Linked DNA regions of Mus musculus: region 2 is linked to region 1. Evidence: chromatin contacts called from public HiChIP or PLAC-seq data. All regions are on one chromosome and are shown on one strand. The core of a region is the stretch at or near the end of the contact, and the rest is flanking DNA. Distances in the headings are between cores, read along the strand shown.

The links. HiChIP or PLAC-seq counts read pairs in DNA pulled down with a chosen protein or histone mark.
Region 2: a contact with region 1 is called in a p65 HiChIP or PLAC-seq map of bone marrow-derived dendritic cells, with 13 times the contacts expected there. The contact joins two enhancer-like sites. A contact is called at or near these places in 4 of 15 datasets of contacts at CTCF or cohesin (embryonic stem cells, liver and pro-B cells), 73 of 484 Hi-C or Micro-C datasets (the AtT-20 cell line, the Ba/F3 cell line, DN3 thymocytes and 34 more) and 5 of 115 datasets of contacts at active chromatin or transcription factors (astrocytes, bone marrow-derived dendritic cells, bone marrow-derived macrophages and 2 more).

Annotation. Positions count from the first base shown.
Region 1 is chr11:93,506,223-93,509,820 of GRCm38.p6, reverse strand. All of the region lies in intron 5 of Car10 (carbonic anhydrase 10), which reads right to left. Among named protein-coding and RNA genes, the nearest start is that of Gm24856, 95 kb to the right of the region's middle. Within about 2 kb of position 1,545, at least 10 of the 459 cell types and tissues checked have an H3K27ac peak or open chromatin away from gene starts, as enhancers often do. A contact at or near this core is called in bone marrow-derived dendritic cells and bone marrow-derived macrophages, where this site is marked.
Region 2 is chr11:93,820,391-93,824,148 of GRCm38.p6, reverse strand. No RefSeq gene overlaps it. Among named protein-coding and RNA genes, the nearest start is that of Gm35148, 14 kb to the right of the region's middle. Within about 2 kb of position 2,503, at least 81 of the 459 cell types and tissues checked have an H3K27ac peak or open chromatin away from gene starts, as enhancers often do. A contact at or near this core is called in bone marrow-derived dendritic cells and bone marrow-derived macrophages, where this site is marked.

The DNA of each region.
Region 1 (3,598 bases), core at 296-2,795:
AATTCATCATGCCAAATGGTGGAGTTTAGGAATCGTTCTGGATTAGACATTGTTTCATTTCTTTGACAAAGGAGGCATTGAACACTCTGCTCAGACTTTGGCAAGCCCTAGGAGGCAGGAATGCATTTCCCAAATTGGATTATTTTTCTGAACACATTGGTCATTATTTCCTGGTTGACATGTTTTGCAAATCTGTCTAGAGAATCAGCAGGGACTTAAGGGAGGTTAAAGGGATTGATGCATGCTTGAAATGAAGCCAGTCACACTACGGCTAGGAAAGCAGTGCTTTTACGAACTTAACCTTGACCCCAGCCTTTGACCCAAGTGATCATTCTTTTACTTTCGGAAAATAAATAAAATGCCTGTCAATATTGAAAAATAAAATCCGGCACCTACAATATTAAAGATCCATTGCAACTGAACTTTTTTTTTTAATTAAAATGAACATTAAAATTAAATAACCTTAAATAACACCTTCAGTGTTGATTAAACTTGGTCTCTGCTCAGGAAAGCTGCGTGCTTCTAACCTGTTGGCATTTGTCAAAATATGAATAGTGAGAAAATGATCCCAGGGAGGCTAACCTGGGCTTAGCTACTCAAAAGGCTTTTAGAAAGTGTTCTAAGCTGGGACTTTGAAAAGACAGTTCATCACGAGGGACAGAAGGATTCCTTGGGTTTTCCACTGCCTAGTTACAGTTGTCATATACTTGTGACCTATAGTTCCTGACAAAGGTGACCAGGAAAGAACAGGCATCGTCCTTTATACAAGGTGGCCAAGAATGTGAAAATGACCTCAGTCTACAAGTCATTGGGGGCAGCAAAAAAATAAAACTTTTTGCTCTGAATTCTGGACTCTGACAGATGTGAAATGGCGGCCACTGTTATGGTAGAAATGTCCCTCTCCTCTCCTCTCCTCTCCTCTCCTCTCCTCTCCTCTCCTCTCCTCTCCTCTCCTCTCCTCTCCTCCCCCCTCCTCCCCTCCCCCCTCCCCCCTCCCCCCCTCCCCTCCCCTCCCCTCCCCTCTCCTCTCCTTGCCTTTCCTTTCCTTTCCTCCTGTTATTTTTTCTTTTGGTCAGGCGGAAGATGTCACCCCTTTGTTAAGTCAAGTTGCCTATCTCTGAGCCTACTGTTTTATTTTTCTCTTCCTTCAAATAAATAAAAGACTTCTAAGTAACTATTGGAGAAGAAGACAAATAATGAGGGAAGGGGGAAAGTCACACTTGAAACCTCCTCTGTCCAGACACCACACTTCTGTTCTGTACCTGATGTCATTTCCTTTCATTCAGTCAGGAATCCCCAGAAGTTGATGTTATTAAATTATCATTGCCTTCATTTGGTGAGAGTCTATGTAATTTGTAAAAGGGTATACAGAAAATGGGAGAGTTGGTATCCGCATATTTGTTTGTCTGATACTAACTCCAGGGGTGATGTCTTTGAGGCCAGCCCATGATATATGCATGGCAGCGTGGGTGGTTAGACGTATGAGTAGATAGGAGGAAGCTAGGATGACCATTGAGATCCCTGTGATGAGTCAGACTGTTGTGACAGTCATAAGACACTAAATCTCTCTGTTTTGTGCTGCCTGCATGCATGCTTCTATACTAACAGAGGGTGATTCTGCTTGTCTGGGATGCTCTCATTCTATGTCAGCCATGTTCGTACTTCTCTCTTTAGATCCTCTCTAGGGGCGGGTTGATGGTTTAGTGGGTAAAAAGCTTGCTATACAAGCACGAAGACCTGGGTTTGGATTCCCAGCACACATGTAAAAGCCCACTGTAGTGATCTGCAATCCTAGCATTGAGGTCAGAGAAGAGGCAGGGCGGGATGGTGAGTGGGATCCCTAGGTCTTGTGGATATAGCTAGTCTATTGAAATGGTGAGTTCTAGGTTCGATGAGAGACCCTGCCTCAAAAAGTAAGATAGAGAATAATAGAGAAAGATATCCAATATTGACCTCTGACCTCCACATGTGCATACTTGGGTACACACACACACAGACACACACACACACACACACACACAGGCGCGTGTGCGTGATACAGTTACTCTTTTTTAACTTTTAAATCTAGATAATGATGCGTCCTACTTCAGCTTCTGAGTTTTGTCAGGTTAATCAGAATAGGGTGATAGATATACCTTATTCATCAAATTGTCATATTTTGGGATGTCATCATGGATTGTGGCATCTCTCTTTGCCAGATAATTGTCCTTCCCATCAGACAGACAGGTCTCTAAGACCTGCGTATATTCATTACCATGCCTAGCATGAATAGCCTACTGGGTGAAAGGGATATTAGATAGATGTTAGAAAATTCAAATGTCTTCATTGAGGAATCTGGAATTGGGATGAGCAGCCAGCTAGCAAGCCAGCTAGTCCAGAATGGTCTTGAGCTAGAGGCTATCTCAAGTGAGGCTCTTCTCTCAGGTGACTTCAAGGCTGTGTCAGGTGGCAATTAAAGCTGACTAGAACAAGTCACTCTGAGTCCTGTGGCATATTTTAAAGGCTTCTCATCAAGTTCTTCTGTTAGCTTACTTACCCCTCAGTTGAGAACATTTCTGTGATTTGTGTTTGCCTTACTAAAATACCTTTAGTGATTTATACTCTTAAAGGACAGACAAGGCACACCACAGGCTGGCACTGTTTGTGGCTCAGAGTATTGTCTAATCTCACAGACTAGATTTAGCTGTTTCCTCTCTGAGAGACAGAGATACCACCCCGATGGTCATCTCCAAGACTGCTGCATGTTTCCAGGACAGTAGCTTATTGGTAGGATATTTGCCTGGGTAAAGGACATAATTCCCTAGGGTTGATTCTCATTATCATAAAAAGTGGCTATGGTGATGCTCAGTCATAATCCTAGCACTCCCGAGGTAGAGGCAGAAGGGCCAGGAGCTCAGCTTATCCTTGGCTACACAGTGAGTTCAAGGTTAGTCTGGTGTATATGTAGCTCACCTTGCCATTTCATCTCTGTGCAGGATAGTTTTATGTCAACTTGACATAAGCTAAAGCAATCTGAGAGGAGGGAACCTTAATTAAGAAAATGCCTCTGCGATATCAGGCTGCAGGCAAGCCTGTAGTGCATTTTCTTAATTAGTGATTGATAGGGGAGGGCCCAGCCCATTGTGGGTACTGCCCCTGGGCTGGTAGTCCTGGGTTCTGTAAGAAAGCAGGCTAAACAAACCACGGGGAGCAATCTAATAAGCAGCACCATTCCATGGTCTCTGCATCAGTTCCTGCCCTGTGTGAGTTCCTGTCCTGACTTCCTTTGATGATGAACAGTGCTGTGGAAGTCTAAGCTGAATAAACGGTTCTCTTCTGGAACTTGCTTTGTTCATCCTGGTGTGTCCTCACAGTGATATAAACATGATCGGGGACAATCTCCTTTCTGCTCTGAGGAGTCAAGTGCTGCAAGAAACTGTGAAGCTCACAGTCAGCTATTGGATGGATCACAGGGCCCCCAATGGAGGAGCTAGAGAAAGTAACCAAGGAGCTAAAGGGATCTGCAACCCTATAGGTGGAACAACAATATGAACTACCCAGTACCCCCCAGAGCTCATGCCTCTAGTTGCATATGTATCAGAAGATGGCCTAGTGGGCC
Region 2 (3,758 bases), core at 1,254-3,753, 310 kb before region 1:
TGGCCATGGTCTCATAGCTCTGGTCGGGAATTCATGTGCCACTGTTTGGAGAAAGTCATATATTTTTTTACAGCAACATAACCCATTTTACCTTTATAGTAATTGTTTTGGAATAAGAAGTAATCATCCAGGACTGACCAACTTGCTTTACTAAGCGCCCCTTTCTCACTCCTGGCAAATTGCTTTGAGAATTGAACAAAGCTCGGCTCAATCATGCAGGATATCCATTCCAAAGGATGCCTGGGAAGTAAATCTCTGCTAAGCCAGCCCCAGTCATGCCTCCTTCACTTTTTTTTCTTAGGGATCAAATGGTGAGCGTGTGCTTCATTCCACCTGTTCCTTGTTTTGGGGGTGGTTGCCTTAACCCAGGGCTTAACCAGGGTCTTTGCGATGCTCATGGGACTTCCAGGAACATGCCTAACGATAGACCGTCATATTAAAGAGCTTTCGCTCCCTGGGGTTGATGTTGGAGTTGGTGCTTGCCTCATAGATACTGAGCTTAATTTATGGGAGCCTTTCCCTGATGTATATTCTGTTGAATGCTAAGTAGATGCTGATTGAAAAAGTGCTCGAAGAAGTTGGGAGACTCCTGCTCTGTACTGCAGGACCTTTCAAGGTTTTTACATTGTTCATGAGCTGTGTAAACTGCCAAGAAGAGGATATGGCATGGCTCAGGTTTGTTTTCAGGAAGCATCTCCGAGGGGTGGTGTTCTAGTGCAGAAGGTGTTAGAAATATCAGAAAACAGGAGTTAGATCTTTTCTCCCCTCCCGCCTTCACCCCTTTCCATCTTTTCTCCTCTGTTCCTTGCTTTCTCCTCCCTCTCCTTTCCCTCCCTCCTCTTGATTGAGGTGACCTTTCCATTGATGTGACCCTGTAGCACTGTTCCGTAGAGGTTCCACTTTCCATTCATGAAATGGGCTTTTGAGAGGCAGTAGGATTTGATGAGAAAACTGTGGATCTCTCATGTCAAGGACTTGGAAGTGTTGCCTTCTATCCCCGAAGGGGCTTCCGTCTACTCCTCTTCCCTGAACTAACTCTGCCTACTCATCTTTTAGAGCTCTATTTGAACCCCACATCTTTAAAGGGACATTGCCCTTGTGCTTGGCCCCGAGGGACCACCTTTCAGCTCAGGACCTTATTTGTTGCATAAATCCATAGGCTCCATTTTCATCATGAGCCAGAGAGGGTGTTTATATGTGCCTTTGTGTGTACTCCTGACATTTGCATTAGGAGAGGTTAACAGAACCGTTCGCTCTGGCTGGAGCTGTGATCTTCATGGAGTCCCATGAAGAGTGGAGCTCTGCCTCCACGCAGCCCCTGCTTCTTTCTATCATGGAGGGAAGTGCTTCCGAATGAGGATCCGTAGCTCAGGTTACAAGTTAAATATATTCCCAGGGCCTGTGGTCTGTGATTATGCAGGATCGCAAGATGCTGATCTCTTTGAGTAAGTCGTTTCTATTTCTATGACGTATTACAAAGGCTATTATAGAAGCTGCCACCACCTTGGCTGTTAATTATGTGATTACAAATCAAAATGAATGAGTATGACATGAGCTAACGTCCCTGAAGGTTTTTGAATCAAGGCTCACAGCAGCTCTGGTAGCCTGCTATCTCAGGGTAATGCTAAGCCACAGCCGTCTAGCCATCCTTGCATCCATTCAATAGATGTTGATGGAGTCTGGCCTTGAGCTAGGCTCCCATCTGTGCTGGGTGCCAGGGATACAGAGTGAATAAGACAGGGGCTGTATGCCAGGGAGCCAGCCTTTGTTCCTCAATTAGAAACTGTGCAGGTGCATATTAGAAACTGCAGAAATAGACTCACATTTTCTGAGTCTTATTCCCTTTCTGTAGCTGTAGCCATTGCTTTCAGGGGAGGCCAACCATTTGGCATCATGACATCATCTTGTCATTCATAAAGGTATTGGGTCTCATTCATAACTAACCAGGGATATGCAGAGACTGTGGGACATGGGGTGGATATGCCTGCTAGTTCTCTGGGTCTCCTCCAGCTCTTTATTTAACAGGTGAAGGACTTTAGGGAGAATCGTTCTCTTCTTTTCTCCAGGGTTCCCCTTGGCTTGCAGAAGGGTTGCTCCAATGTTTCCTGCTCAGAGAAGTGCTGCGGTACACTTCCGCTCATCCTCCCTGCTTCCCACTCAGTTCCTCCTCACCAGAGGACTGGTCTAGTTGTTTTGTTCTTGTGAGCTGTTGCTATGGGTGGGATAAATGTCTTCTAGAAAGCCCATGTGTTAAAGGCTTGTCACTGTTGAGAAGTGGTGGAGCCTTTAGGAAATGCGGTCTAAGCAAAAGGAAGTCAGGACACTGTGGGTGTCCCCTCAAAGGAACAAGTGAGACCCTGGCTCCTCCTCCTCCTCTCTCTGCGTCCTGGCCATCATGAGATATATAGCTTCCTCTTCCACATGAGGCCACATGGTGTACTTTAGTGTCATAGGTCCCAAAGCCACAGGCCAATGGCTTATGGTTGAAACTTTTGAAACTGAGCCAAAATAAACAGTTCCTCTTTGTAGGTTGATTAGCTTAGCAACAGAAAGCTGACTAACACAGCAGGGTTCTTGATGCTTTGGTAGGATTCCTTCTCTCTTCCCACTCCCATATATATGGGGATGCTACCTCATGTGTACACACACACACACACACACACACACACACACAGAGAGAGAGAGAGAGAGAGAGAGAGAGAGAGAGAGAGAGAGACACACACACACACAGACACACACACAGACACACACACACAGACACACACACACAGACACACACACACAGACACACACACACAGACACACACACACAGACACACAGACACACACACACAGACACACACACACACACACACACACACACACACACACACACACAGTATTTTGTTTACTCCTGGACTCAAAAGAACTTCCTTGCACACCATGCTTGACCATGCAGCATTTCAAGGTCCCGTGGGTTCTATGGGTTGGATTTGGTGAAGGGGTTAGACTTTAGGCATCTTTCTTCCCTTAGCTATAGGTCAAACTCCGTTAGCAATTGCAGCTTTGTCAGGGGGTCTACTTTCTGGGGACAATTGGGTATAAAACTGGCTGTTAATCAATGCTGTCTTCTAATTTTCACTGTGTTTGCTGTGGGCTGATCAGCCAGAGCAGAAGGGCTTGGAGTGGGCTTGCTTCCATGATAGGCACTTGTGGGAGATGCGGAACTTTGAGTCTGGGCATCTTGCCTTTTGGTCTGGTACCCTTCTTCCTCATTGCTCTCTCTTCCTCAAGTGGGCAGAATTTACCAGTTAGAACAATGCCTGGTACAAGAAGACATGGCTGGATGAATGCAATGATGAAGACACAGGGTTCTTGATTCAGGATGAAGAGAATGTTTACATTGTGTGTGTGTGTGTGTGTGTGTGTGTGTGTGTGTGTTTGTGTGTGTGTGTGTGTGTGTGTGTGTGTGTGGTGGGGGACAGGGAGAGGTAGTAGATGTCAGAAAACAACCTTAGGTTATTAGACTTTTTTTTTTTATTGATTCTTTGTGAACTTCACACTATGCACCCCAGCCCCACTAATTTCCCGGTCCCTCCATATCCACCTTCCACCCTTGCAACCTCCCTGCCCCCAAACCAAGACAAATAAACAAAAATAATCCCAAAATAAATCTTGATGTGGAAGCTATAGTATGCTACAATATATCTTTTTGGTCAATCATCTTTTTTTTTTAAGTTAATTATTTTATTACATCCCAAATATTGCCCCCCCTTGTG